Linked DNA regions of Oryctolagus cuniculus: region 2 is linked to region 1. A link is a contact called in public Hi-C data. All regions are on one chromosome and are shown on one strand. The core of a region is the stretch at or near the end of the contact, and the rest is flanking DNA. Distances in the headings are between cores, read along the strand shown. Region 1 overlaps LRIG1 (leucine rich repeats and immunoglobulin like domains 1). Region 2 overlaps SLC25A26 (solute carrier family 25 member 26).

Region 1 (6,638 bases), core at 2,834-5,333:
TGTTTGGCCTTAAATACAGAAATCAGTGTCGAGTAGGACAGTGAAACCGAGTGATGGCGACACGGACTGTGGAACACTGTACATGCCCTTCCAATTTCCGCCTTTCTTCCCTTAGACCAGGTGCCAAGGCACTTGGCTCCTTCTCTTTCCCTGTGTTGCAGTCCAAGAACCTGGTCGCCAGCACTGTGTGCTTATATTTCACTCGGAGCTGAACAGTCCCTTCATTCCTTTTGGAGCTTCCCAGATGGGGCTCCCGGGTTGGGCTGGGGAACTGTTAAGCCCTGTGTCCTGAGATCAGTAGCGGAAAGCTGGGGTGAGGCTGTGGCCATCCCTTCATGCTGCAGTGTAGTTACTGACCATGAAAGCAGTAGTGTCAGGACTCGGTGAACATACAGATGTCCTCCGTTTCTATCCCTTGGCTAGAAGGTGGGGTTTTGGAGGAAAAAGGCAGGTCTACACTGGATGTAGTTCAATATATTGTAGTTTAACCCAGTCGTTTATTTTTCGGTATCATTGGGGTGGGGTTACTTCTCATTTTCCATCATTTTCTAGGCTTGGCTGTGGGGAAAGATCACACACTGCCGGGAACAACTGTGGAGTGCCAAGCCTCTGCCTTGTGTCTGTCTGTCTGTCTGTCTGTCTGTCTCTCTCTCTCGGCCTCAACGGGCACACGCAACTGGGTGTTTCAGCTTCATGCTGATTGTCGCAGCTGGTGTTGTTTTCTTCTTTACCCCCCTCCCCCTCCCCCTCCCCCTCCCCCTCCCCTCCCCCTCCCCCTCCCTCTCTCCTTCCCCCTCCCTCTCCCTGTCTCACACACACACACACAGAGTCTACACTGACTTGGAGTTTATACTTCATCTTTCAGTGAATCCATCATTATCTAATGCAAAAAGCAGGTGTCCTGCCCCTTTGCTTGTGTTCACTTTGCTTGGATGTGTGTGTGTGTGTGTATGTGTGTGCGCGCACATGCGTTCCTATGTGTTAACTTTGGATTTAGCTTCCTGACACTAGGCCTGAAGCCCTGCCCTGTGCATCTCATGTTACTGGATGGCTCCCGACAAGCTCTTTGCTCGGGCTGTGACCCCGCCAGGAACCTTTAGAGACTGCTGGTTTTCTGTTGGCTGGGGCGGAAAGGTGTGGGGAAGCGAGAGAGGCCTTTCAAGTGCCCCAAGCCTGAGCCAGGCTAACAGCTAGGGTGGGAGCGGTCCTGTGTGACACACCAGAGGGTGTGCGAGCCGTGGGGAGAGGCGTACTCCCTTTGGGGCGGGCCTTTGGGTTCCCTATTCCCCTCTGATCCCCTTTGGTGCCCTCTAGAAGGGGCAGGAAGTGTCATGGACGTGTGCCTTGGCCAGTGCTAGCATCTTGTCCCATATCCATGTAACCTCAGAGGCAGATTTGGGATTTGCTTTTTAGTGTGTGTTTCCTGCCATCCTTTTAAGCTTAATTCTTTAATTGCAGGTGGGGATATGATTTTGGTTTCCTGCCAGGTCTTTGTGATTGACAGACACCATGACTTATTTCTCCAGGAGGCAAAGAATGTTGCTTCCTGCCACCTTTAAAAACTCATTAATCTTCTCTGAATTCACTTTCCTTCTTCCTGTCCCAGTCTAGATTTCCCGTATTTCACCAGTACGAGCAACCACTCAGGGCTGTGTCAGAGGTGCAGGAGCACTGGGAGGAGGGCTTGATGCTGACATGCGTCAAGTGTAAGATTATAGGGCGTGTTTCCTGTGTGCTTACAGAGACCCAGGGGGTGAAGGCAAGCAGGGCTGGCCGTGAGCCCCCAGTGCTGCTCCTGTGACCTAGCTAAGCTGAGGCTCTCTTAGGGCTGTCCAAAGGCAGGGGTTAGCTAGTGGTGCCCTCTGCTGGCCGACAGAGGGAGTCTGTCGGGGGCTCCCTTGCTTACCTTCAGAACCTGAGGGGGTCCTGCCTAGAGTCATTGGCCTCTGCCTGGAGAGGTGTTTCTTCCATGATTCGAATCAAGAGCAGCGTGGACACCAGCGTGAAGGGGTTGGAGCGTTGAGTGTTCTCGTGCTGTATGGTCTTGTGTGGTCCTCACAGCTCAAGGTATACCCAGGTCTGTGTGACTACTCCAGGAGTCAGGCTCAGTGGACGTTGGGTTCTGGTGGGGGTCTGGCTGCATGGCCACTAGAACTCTCTGGATCCCTCTGTGTGTGTGTGTGTGTGCGCACGTGCGTGCACGCGCGTGTGCACATGAGTGCCTCTGTATGTCCTTCTCTCTGAGACCCGGCCAGGTGTTATATATTCAGGAGAGGGGAGGGCAGGGGTAGGCAGCCCTGTGTGACCTCACGGTGACCCCGCTCCGCCCTCCCGTTGCTCAGGATTCTGTCCTTCAACAACCTCACGCGGCTGGACGAGGAGAGCCTGGCCGAGCTGAGCAGCCTGAGCGTCCTGCGCCTCAGCCACAATGCCATCAGCCACATCGCCGAGGGCGCCTTCAAGGGACTCAAGAACCTGCGCGTCTTGTACGTCTCTCGCTCTGGGGTTGACGGAACGGAGGGGCCCCCGAGTGAGAGAGCACAGCAGAGCAGAGCCCATCGTCACTGCCTTCAAGTCAGGGTTGAATCCGTTGCTGGCTGGTTCCACGTGCCAAGCCGCACACTCTGATAGAATCCCCTGAGAAGGAACGGGTCGAGCCGCAGACCCTCCCTCCATCCCTGGGGTGGGGCTCACAGAGGCTGACAACTGCCAACCGTTGCGGTTGCGAGCCGTCATCCCCGCGTGGTGCAGGCAGGCTGCTGGCACTCTGGTTTTCGGGAAGAGCTTCCCACGGTGAGCTCCTGCGGCCACCTCCAACACAGCAGCCATGGGGCTCGAGCCTTCCAGTTGGGACTTCCATTGTTAAGTTTGGAATTTTTTTTCTAAGCCAAGGGAATGCTGGGGGTCATTTTTGATCCCAGCGTTAGGATTTGTCCAGCACCCCCTGCACCCAGGAGGTCTCAGGGAATCCCATGTCTTTGCTTGCACGTCACTAGGGGATGGGTTCCCACAGAGGAAGCGACAGTGCCATTTCCCTCTGTGTTCTCAGTGGGATAGCTAGAAGTTGCTGTGGAAGGCTTTTCTGAGACTTTCCTAAGACTTTCTAGTTGCTGGTTTCACAGAAGTCCCGAGTAAGTCTGCGCATAAAGCCCCCTCAAAGGGGGCCATGTGGTTTTCAGCATTCAGTGGTCGTGGCTTCGGGGGCCTCCCTCCCGGACACCCTCCGCTGCAGAGATGGGCCTGCCCCAGTGTGAGGAGGAGGAAGGCCTTTGCACCTGCACCTGGCAGAGCCAGCTTTCATGTCGAGCCATTGCTGGGGAGTGTGAAAGAGCCGGGAAGCCAAGCTATTGACGCCGAGGTCAGCCTGTGAGGCCTGAATAACAAGGCCGGGAACATTCAGACTGAGCTGGCCAGAAAGAGAAAAACCTTGGCAGCCGGGGCTAGCAGCAGAGACAGGGACACAAAGCCCCAGCCCCAGGTTCCTTGTTTTTTTTTTTTTTTCCCCCCAGCATGAAGATAATAGGGAGGAACCCATTGAAAGAAGTCCCTTCCAGCAGCCAACACTCAGTGCTTTGAGCTTCCTGCTGTAAAATAAAGGTCACAAGCAAGCATTTCACTGAGCAGCGCTCCCTCCCTGCTGGCAGCGTTGACTCCTGAAGGGGCTCTCTGCAGCCAAGAGCAGCATCCCTTCCTGCTCCCGGCCTGGGCCTGCAAGGGCTCGGGAGAGGAGAGTTGAGGAAGCAAGGGCCCTGTGGAAAGTTGGGGAGGGCGGACCGTGCGCAGGAGGGAGGCCTGCTCGCCAGGTGCGATGTGTCTCGCCTGGGCGCTGTGACCTGCCCTTGGAGGCTGGGGGAGGAGGCTGACTCATCGGCCTCGGGATTTGCACTGCCGAAGGAGCCTGGGCCGAGGAGTTGGCCTCATCTCTCCGATCCTGGCGAGTGGGTCACAAGTCTGACTCAGCACCCAGATGTCCTCCCTGGCTCGGAGTCAGTGCTGTGTGGGCCTCGTGAGTTGGGCCCCAGGCTCCAGACCTGCTGGCCAGCACAGGAGGGGCCTGAGTGGGGGCCCGGGCGGGGTCCCGGGGCCTCTTCATGGTCCCTTTCCTTCGTGAGCCTTCCACAGTTTGTTGGTGAAGTCCAGAAAACTGGGGTTCTAGTTGATGTGTGAGCAGAGGGAACCTTAAGGAACCTCTTGGGCTGGTTGTCTGTGCCAGGGCCCAGCTGTCCACTCCAGGGGCGGAACACACATGGGCTTTTCCATGGGCCGCCTGCTCTGCTCCCCTTCCCGGGAGCCGGACCTCGCCAGCTGGGAAGCCATAGGCAAGGCAGGGCTGGGCTGGGCAGGCTTTGTGTTTGAGGCGTGGGCTGCCTTGGCTGGGAGGCTGTGAAGCCAGGCTGCGCCGTGAGGGGTGCAGAGCCGGGCTGCCTTGTCAGGGCCGCGTTCCTCCAACCCAAGCCTGGCGCCAGAGCCTCAGGGTGCACACGGCTGCATTTAGCTTCCTAGGGGCAGCACGTGTGTAAGCCACCCCTTACCTGGGGCACTCGGCCGCCTGGTCTGAAAAACCTTCATTGTCTTCTCTCCAGGGATCTGGACCACAATGAGATTGCGGGCACGATCGAGGACACCAGCGGCGCCTTCATGGGGCTGGACCACCTCAGCAAGCTGTGAGTATGGCAAGGGTGCCTGTGTGTGAGGCTGGTGCACGCACCCACGTACATCCTTACACACGCAGTCACGCACAGGCCTATGGGACGGCGCCTCAGGGATGCCCCATGCACTTCGGGTGTAGGGTGGGCCGAGTTTGGGGGAAGTTGGAGGCGCCTGCAGAGTTGCTTGGCTGCCTTGCTACCCTGGAGCTGAGGTCTTGGCCACGTGGTGGCTTGTCAGATTTTCTGGGGTTTGGTTCTGAACTGAAGTGAAGACAGCTCAAGTTTTCGTTGTCCTTTGCACAAAAGAGCCTCAGCCTCTCAGTTTCTAGAACTGTATCACCTGGTGACTTTTGATGCTCCTAGCAATAGTTTTTGTAGTCAGTTGCAATCTCAAATGGAGCATGCATTTCCTAGTGTAACAGTAAGACTGTTTAGGAATTCTCGGGGCTGACTCTTTTTTGGTCCCACCGGTAGAAGCCAGCCATTCTGCTGTGAGGCCCTGTGCAGCGTGTGGGGGTGTCTGAGGGGCTCCCCAGGGCAGGCTCTGTGGGAAGAAGGGCAGAGATCCTGAGACGGCACGGTTGGTAGGTGGCAGAGTCGGGAGTTGCCTGTCCGGCTGCATGGGCCCCCATGCTTTCTCCCTCGGCCCACCCTGTTTCTCCCTGCATCTCAGCAGCACTTGCCGCGAGTTGCCTCCCAAAGGGCCTACAGGAGTAGGTTTGGGGTGACTTCTGCTGTTTACTGGCAACAGGCGGCATGGAGGCCCCGAGAGACGAGACCTCACCACTCACCTCGCAGCTCTTGTGCAGTGACAGGGAGCTGAGCCGAGTAAATATTTTGAGAGCCCTGGTGAAGCTGGAGGCCTTAGGGAAGGCTCTGGTGGGGGAGTGTCTTTCTGTGTGTAGGTGCCGTTGATGGGTTTGGAAACGTGTGCCTTCTCACACCTCTCCTGCCCAGAGGGTAGTGATGCGTGGTCAGCTCGCTTGGCTCTCCGAAAATCCTGCTGCCTCTCCAGCTTCCTGTGCTGATGGCTTGTCAGAAGTACAAACCAGTTTGTCATCTCTCACTCCTAAAGCAGTGCTGTCTTCCCCCAGCCTCCTGGTTCCTTGTACCCAGGCACAGCGAGTTTGGGAAGAGCTAGAAGCAGGGGCTGGCACTGTGGTGTAGTAAGGCTGCCGCCTGCAGTGCCAGCATCCCATGTGGGAGCCGGTTTGAGTCCCAGCTGCTCCACCTCCTATCCAGCTCTCTGCTGTGTCTTGGAAAAATAGTAGAAGGTACCCCAAGTGCTTGGGTCCCTGCACCTGTGTGGGAGACCTGGGGGAAGCTCCTAGCTTTGGATTGACCCAGCTCCAGCCATTGTGGCTATAAGAGGAGTGAGCCAGCAGATGGAAGCCCCCCCACCCCCACCTCTGTGTAACTCTGCATTTCAAATAAATAAATAAATCTTAAAAAAAAGTTAGAAGCAGCCAGGTGGAGTGGGTACATACCTGCTGCTAACAAGCGAAGCCCACAGGCTGCACATGTGATCTCCAGGCTAAAAGCACCTGACGAGCTATTCCACTGCTTTGTGGGGTCTGTACCCTAGTAGGCCCTCAAGCTACTACCTGAGTGCTGCGGCCTTCAGGAGGCTCTTGCTTGCCACAAGAGGAAAGCTTGCAGACTGCGGGGCCCTGGGACTGCTGTCAGGCTGGCTCCTACTCAAGTCTTTGTTCCCTGGTGCTCCTGTTTCTGTTACCTAGACAAGGTCCGGCGGCTGTGTGTGAGCCCCAGCGAGTCAGCCCAGCCCCAGTTCTCCTCTCCCATGCTGTGCTGTTTGATGTGGGCTTCACCCAAGCCATGGGCCCCACACTGACCTCTTCCAGGGTCCCACACCTCCCCACACAGCCCCTCGGATCACCGTCTTGCTGCTACAGGCTCTGTACACTCTTCTAAATAGAGATGAATCCCCTGGGGGAAACGGGGGCGCTAGCAGAAGTTCTTTACTATGAT
Region 2 (6,638 bases), core at 2,042-4,541, 120 kb after region 1:
TTCTCATCACTTTTTTCTCTTTTCTGTAGAAAAATGTTAATGATATAGAAAATAATCAGATAATTCTAACAGTTATTACTTTTCTAATGAAACCAGACCTGTAAAAACTTTTTTTCATGATTCAATAAGAAAAATTTTAGAAAATTTTGCACTCTTTGGTGTTCATCACCTACCTCATACAAAGATCGCAGTACCACCATATGTCAAACGGCCTAATCACTATCCTATGTACTTCCAAGCCCTTCTAGATATTCTTCACCATTTTCAAATGACTATGGTGTCTGACAGTAAGCCAACAAAAATCAATCCAAAGTAAAGGAATGAAGACTATCAAAACTGAGCCCCACTGTGTAGACGTTATTATGCTAGCACTTCCGCAAGCCACAAAGACATAAACATCGAATAAGCTTTTCTCAAGAGGAACTTTGTGTTATTTGGAAAGACATGCATGATCAAAAGACAAAGAGACAGATCCAAGAAATCAATTTTTATATAAACATACATACACTGATACAAAGAGAAAAGAATAAAATCAAATGGCACTTTTTTATTCTGCTTTTACTATCATGAATGAAGTAGAATACGGCTTTTAGAACAGTAAATAAGTAACAGAAGTTCTAGTTATAATTGCTTCATAAGGTTTTTCAATGGAAAACATCCAAGTGGTGTAATCTTAGTAAGAAAATCTTCCACCAAATGGGTAATCTTATTTGCAAAATAAATTCTAGTGAATTGTCAATTTGATCCACAAAAGAATCATAACATTTTACTAATCCACTTACATTGATAATTTTGATTAAGCAAACAATTAGGGTAGCTTTATGTTATTATACCAAAATGCTGTTTTTCCATCAGAAGTAGCCAGTGAGTATAAAATTAGTTGCACACTCTGACCCCAGAATCAGCCCTGAAGGCTTCCCGGTTTGGCTGAAAGCCCCATGAGAGTATTTCATGCATGGAAAGCCAAGACACTGTGCCAAAAAATGTTCTACATGAAGGATCTCTGTGAGTGAGATCCCAGTGGAAAGAAGTGGCCATCAAGAAGGATGTACTTTTCTCTAAAGGGAAAAAAAACTTCCACTTGGCTTATGGCCTTGTACAAAAACTGACAGAGTTTGTGGACTCCAAAGGCTTCCATAGCCTAGGCAGCTCAGGTCAAGAGCCTTGGGTGGTCACTGACGTCATACATAAGATTGTTAATTGTTAACAACAAGAGTCACTATATACTAACTCCCCATGCAGGACCCCTGTTCTCAATGAGTTGTACTAAGAGTTAACTGTAAAACCAATTCTCTAACAATTTGTATGTGTATGTATGTGTGTGTACAAACTGTTGAAATATTTACTTAGTATAGAGTTGGTCTTTTGTGTACAAAGTTAATTGAAAAGGAATCTTAATGGAGAATGGGACTGGCAAGGGGAGAGGGAAGAGAAGGAGGGGTAGGAGTGTGGGTGGGAGAATATTTAGAATATTCCTAAAATTGTACTTAGGAAATTATAAACAGGCAAAAATAAATAAAATCAGTTGCAGGTTGCAATTTGCCACAACTGTAGAAATTCTTCTCTATAAACATGGGGACAAAACACTCTGCAAGTATAATGGAGGAGCTTAAAAAAGTAAGAAGAGTAGTCTGACCTCTCACTCCAACACAGCAATCGGTAGTCCGTCATCAATTAGCAATCACACATTGAGTGCTGATAGATCAAGGTTGCAACCTTTTTTTTTTGACAGGCAGAGTGGACAGTGAGAGAGAGAGACAGAGAGAAAGGTCTTCCTTTGCCGTTGGTTCACCCTCCAATGGCCGCCGCAGCCGGCGCGCTGCGGCCGGCGCACTGCGCTGATCCGATGGCAGGAGCCAGGAGCCAGGTGCTTTTCTTGGTCTCCCATGGGGTGCAGGGCCCAAGCACCTGGGCCATCCTCCACTGCACTCCCGGGCCACAGCAGAGAGCTGGCCTGGAAGAGGGGCAACCGGGACAGAATCCGGCGCCCCAACCGGGACTAGAACCTGGTGTGCCGGCGCCGCAAGGCAGAGGATTAGCCTAGTGAGCCGTGGCGCCGGCCATCTGTTGAGGAATCTAACAACTCAAAGGTAGGTTTAATTTCTGAGTCTCCTAGCAGGCTGTACTGCTGTAAGACCTGCCTTCGAGAGCACTACAAAAACAGTCTCTGCAAAGTTCCTAGCACAGATGGGCAAACTTGAGCTGATAAAGACTGATTAACTTGCCAAAAGAAGTCAGCTGGTAATGAATGGGCAGAGTTGCATTTCACACTAAGATATCCTTCAGTGTCCAAGACTCTTTCAGTTACCAAGAATACTCAGAATCATGACATTTCTTGAGCACATATTCTGTGGGCGGCACTGCAAAAAGCACATGAATCCCTTATTTAATGCTCACAAGTTATAATGACTGAAATAGTTCACAGTAAGTAAACCAGTTCTTCGCCATGTATTAATATGCCCAGTGTTAAAATTAAAACTACCGTGACATTATTTTTCATCTATTAGATTGCTGGCACCACTGGTTAGACAAGGAAAAAAAAAGAGAGCTCCCACACTGTTGGGTCAAGTGTCAACTGGTACTTGTATGAAGGGTAATTTCTTCTTATCTATCAAAATTACAAATGCCCACACCATTAACCAGGTAATTCTATTTCTTAGCACGTAGCCTACAAATACACTCAACTATGTACAAAATGACATATGCACAGTATTATTCTTGCACTACCTTTAAAACACCCACACTGGGAAACTGGGTAAATACTCAATGACTCTTCGTACAGTACAGTCATTATACAATCATAAAAAAGAGGGTGATCTTTATGAAGAGATAAAAATTGATTCCCAAGATGTGTTAACCCAAAAAACAAGAAGAAACACAACACCCAGGACGGATTATCTCTGCAAAACACAAAGCAGACTTACATAACATAAGTCTGGGGGAAATGCACTGAATGGGCAGACCACAGAACAGAGACAGACTTTGAAGTGCATTTCTTGAGCCTTCAGCCTTAAAGGTTTCTAGGTCCCACTTAAAAATTCTCTTTGTCTGAAGATGGTAAGAGTACCCAACCAGATTCAGAAAGCCACTGCCTACTTTCTAGGGAACTTTTCAGAATGGTCAGTTTTCTACGTAAAGACTGGAGGTGTCAACGACCTTATAGAGCAGTTGAATGATGTGTATGGCCTGTTCGACAGCTTGTAGCAAAACTAGGGTGGAGGTGATAATCCTCAATCCTCTCCAATTGGCTGCTCTCATACACCAAAAAGAAGCCAGGAGCTACGGGTTACTAAAAACTCCTGCCATGGGTCCGACTCCAACCAACTTCTTAGTTTCAGATTTGCCCAGCCAAGAGTGAGACATCAAAAATTACTCCTATCAACTCCAGTGGACAGTCATCAGACTCTTTTAGGGGCTTTTCCCGTTTGCTCCTCTCTGGTCCCCTGGCAAAGGTCCCCCTGAGGGTGACAGACTCAACCTCTCCTCCTGACAAATACTACTTTTTGAGTGTTGTCTTCAAGTGCCCTCACCTGGTTCACTATGCATATATGAAAAGCCCAATTCGGCTTAGATAAATGATGTACACGTGTGTGCTTTGTGCCATTGCTCATGCTGTTACATCCATCTCTCTGACTAATTTCTAAAGGCCACTCCTTCAAGAATGAGGTAAAGAAACATTCTGATTAAAGGAACAATGCCAACTGAGTAACACTCAAGCACTGCTGCTTCTAAAATCCCAGCTGCATCTTGTGTACACCCATCACTGCTGTACTTACTACACGGCACTGTAAAGAATCTACTTCCCTAGCTGCCTCCCCCACAATATGAACCCTTTGGGGCCTGAATGCCCTGCATAGTGCCCAACATGCAGCAGGCATTCGAAAAACGACTGTTGAGTAGAACATCAACAAAGGACATCTACTGAGCTTAACTTGTTCCTATTTCTTTTCAAACAAGTGGCTTTTTGCTATTTTTTTGCCCTCTATACAAGCCCTTCAAATTCACATCCAAGATTCTGAGGCTGTTTTCCCTAGACTTTCCAGGCCAATGGACCATCTGAAATCATCCTGGCTGTGACAGCAGCTATGATTTTGCTCTGCACTTGCATTTTTACTGCAGTAAATAAACAGTGTTTGACCACAACTAATTTGGCCAAGATCATGAGAAAAATGAATCCTGAAAGGGTGAGGTAAACAGTATAATCTGCTGACCTTGCTCAGACTCAGTCTAAAATTCACAGTAACTAACATCATTTAGGAGAACATTGGGGATAAGCAAGCAATCTCCACAGACATCAGATGCAGTAAAAAACGTATGACAGCATTCACAAAATCTAAAGAACACAAATAATCTATTTTATAATGCATGGATTCAAACTCCAATCTCATTCTAATGGGCTACTGCTAGGGAAATAAAAACTATTTTAAAGAAAAAATTGCATCCAGAATAAACAGATAAGGTTCCCAGTGATTCTTACTAAGGTTTCCATGTATTTGCTTATTGAAACAATCAAATGAGCTCTTAGCAAAAAGATTTGATTCTGGTGTCACACTAACATAAGATTCCAAACTGTTTATAATGCAAAAATTTTGCCTAAAGCAGATATATCACTTCTTATTTTTCTCATTTTAGAAAGAAGCTATGTTTCATTCAGCAATAACGCTTCTCTCATTCTATCAGGGAATCTTTACAAAAGCAATACCTCAACTAAAATCGGTTCTGAAGGATCTTTTATGAATACGCATAATGCAGAAGACTCCAATTAAATTTTCAACAAAGCACTGCCATTTTGAGGAAACACAGTCATCTCAGTAAGGTCATGCTATATGCAAAGACCGCAGCCTAGAAATTAATTATCGGTATGACATATGTCAAAACAAATTTTTGAAAGACTGAACACAGTTGGAAGCATGTGTTTTATCTGTATGTATGCAACACCAGCATTCTCTGGCACGTAAATGGATTCACTTATTCAGTGCCTTTCAAAAAAATGAAAAAAACTTTACTGCTCACCCTTTACCTGTACCCAGGTGAAGACTAAGTAACACAGATTTAGTGAGTCAGAAAATAAGGTAAGAATGAAGCTGTGGGGGTTGGCACTGTGGCGCAGTGGGGTGGAGCAGTGGGTTAACGCCCTGGCCTGAAGCGCCAGCATCCCATATGGACACCAGCTCGAGACCTGGCTGCTACACTTCTGATCCAGGTCTCTAATATGGCCAGGGAAAGCAGTACAAGGTGGCCCAAGTCCTTGGGCCCCTGCACCCGCATTGGAGACCCAGAAGTTCCTGGCTCCTGGCTTCGGATCAGCACAGCTCCGGCCGTTGTGGCCAGCTGGGGAGTGAACCAGCAGATGGAAGACCTCTCTCTCTCTCTGCCTCTCCTCTCTCTGTGTAACTCTGACTTTCAAATAAATAAATGAATTAAAAAACAAAAATAAAGAATGAAGCTATGGTGTGGGTGTTTTTAAAAGGCAGAAGTCATCCTCATACAAATAACTAATTTTCAAACATTCAGTTAGCCACCAAAACAAGTTCCTTAAAAACCAACATAATCTGTACTGTACTACAGGTTGTTACCTTGTGGAAATCAAAGTCTTAAATCACATGTAAAATGTTGGTTAAATAAAGAAGACTTCAATATAAAATGAAGGCTTCCAAAGAATTTCAACATTCTTCCAGTGTAGACAATATTTATTTCAATTAAAAGCATTTTTACAGGAGCTGGCTTTGTGGCAGGCATAGTGAGTCAACACTGACTTCCCACATGATTACTGATTCAAGTTCCAGCTGCTCCACTTCCAATCCAGCTCTGTGCTAATGCACCTAGGAAAGCAGAAAAAAAAAAAAAAAAAAAAAAGCGCCAAGTCCTTGGGCCCCTGAATCCATGTGGAAAACCTGGAATGAGTTCCAGACTCCTGGCTTCCACTTGGTCCAGCCCCAACCATTTTAACTGTCTGGGGAGCAAACCAGCAGATGGAAAATCTCTTTTCTGTCTTTCCCTTTCTCTCTGTAACTCAGCCTTTGAAATACATAAATCTTCAGAAATCTTTTTGTGCAAATGAAATATATATATATTTTGTCCACAGAACTCTGAATAGGAAAGAGAGATGTAGAAGAAACACGTGCAGGTTCTCATTTGAATTTTAATAGGAAATTAAGTTCCATATCAAAAATTTCTCTTATTTCACACTTATCTAAAAAACATTTCTTGAATTTCAGACATTTGCAATGTGAGGCAAAGATTTAAAATACACTTCCTGCCCTAATTATTTATTTATGGAAAAGTTTTGCTTTTTCAACCAAAAAAGAAAAAAAAGAGAGAGACAGAGACAATTTCCCACACCGAGAACCCCAGAAGCTTAGAATCAGCAGCACAGAGGAGGCCAGCAATTAGCCCCACAACACACTGCCCAGCACGTCCTGACAGAACTGCTCACGGCAGGAGCCAACTGCCCGATGCACACTGTGAAGGTTTTTGTTTCGTTCCTTACTAACTTTTCATTAATTCTCCATATCACAGTAATTACCTTGGTATCCTAATATTCCAGCCACAAGAGACTCAGCCACCAAGAATAACAAGTAGTCTGCAAGCTGGGTCACTCTAAACACTGGCACTGCGCAGCCAGTAAACCCATTCTT

The links. A called contact is a pair of places that touch in the nucleus more often than the background predicts.
Region 2: a Hi-C map of psoas muscle shows a contact between it and region 1, with 3 times the contacts expected there. The contact joins two enhancer-like sites. A contact is called at or near these places in 4 of 6 Hi-C or Micro-C datasets (ear pinna, embryonic fibroblasts, psoas muscle and 1 more).

The regions. Positions count from the first base shown.
Region 1 is chr10:83,153,403-83,160,040 of mOryCun1.1, forward strand. LRIG1 (leucine rich repeats and immunoglobulin like domains 1) reads left to right here. Exons shown (of 19, transcript XM_002713424.5): 8 at 2,343-2,486; 9 at 4,584-4,664. Among named protein-coding and RNA genes, the nearest start is that of LRIG1, 91 kb to the left of the region's middle. Within about 2 kb of position 4,084, at least 3 of the 8 cell types and tissues checked have an H3K27ac peak or open chromatin away from gene starts, as enhancers often do.
Region 2 is chr10:83,273,775-83,280,412 of mOryCun1.1, forward strand. The region is part of intron 3 of SLC25A26 (solute carrier family 25 member 26); the gene reads right to left. Among named protein-coding and RNA genes, the nearest start is that of SLC25A26, 67 kb to the right of the region's middle. Within about 2 kb of position 3,292, at least 1 of the 8 cell types and tissues checked has an H3K27ac peak or open chromatin away from gene starts, as enhancers often do.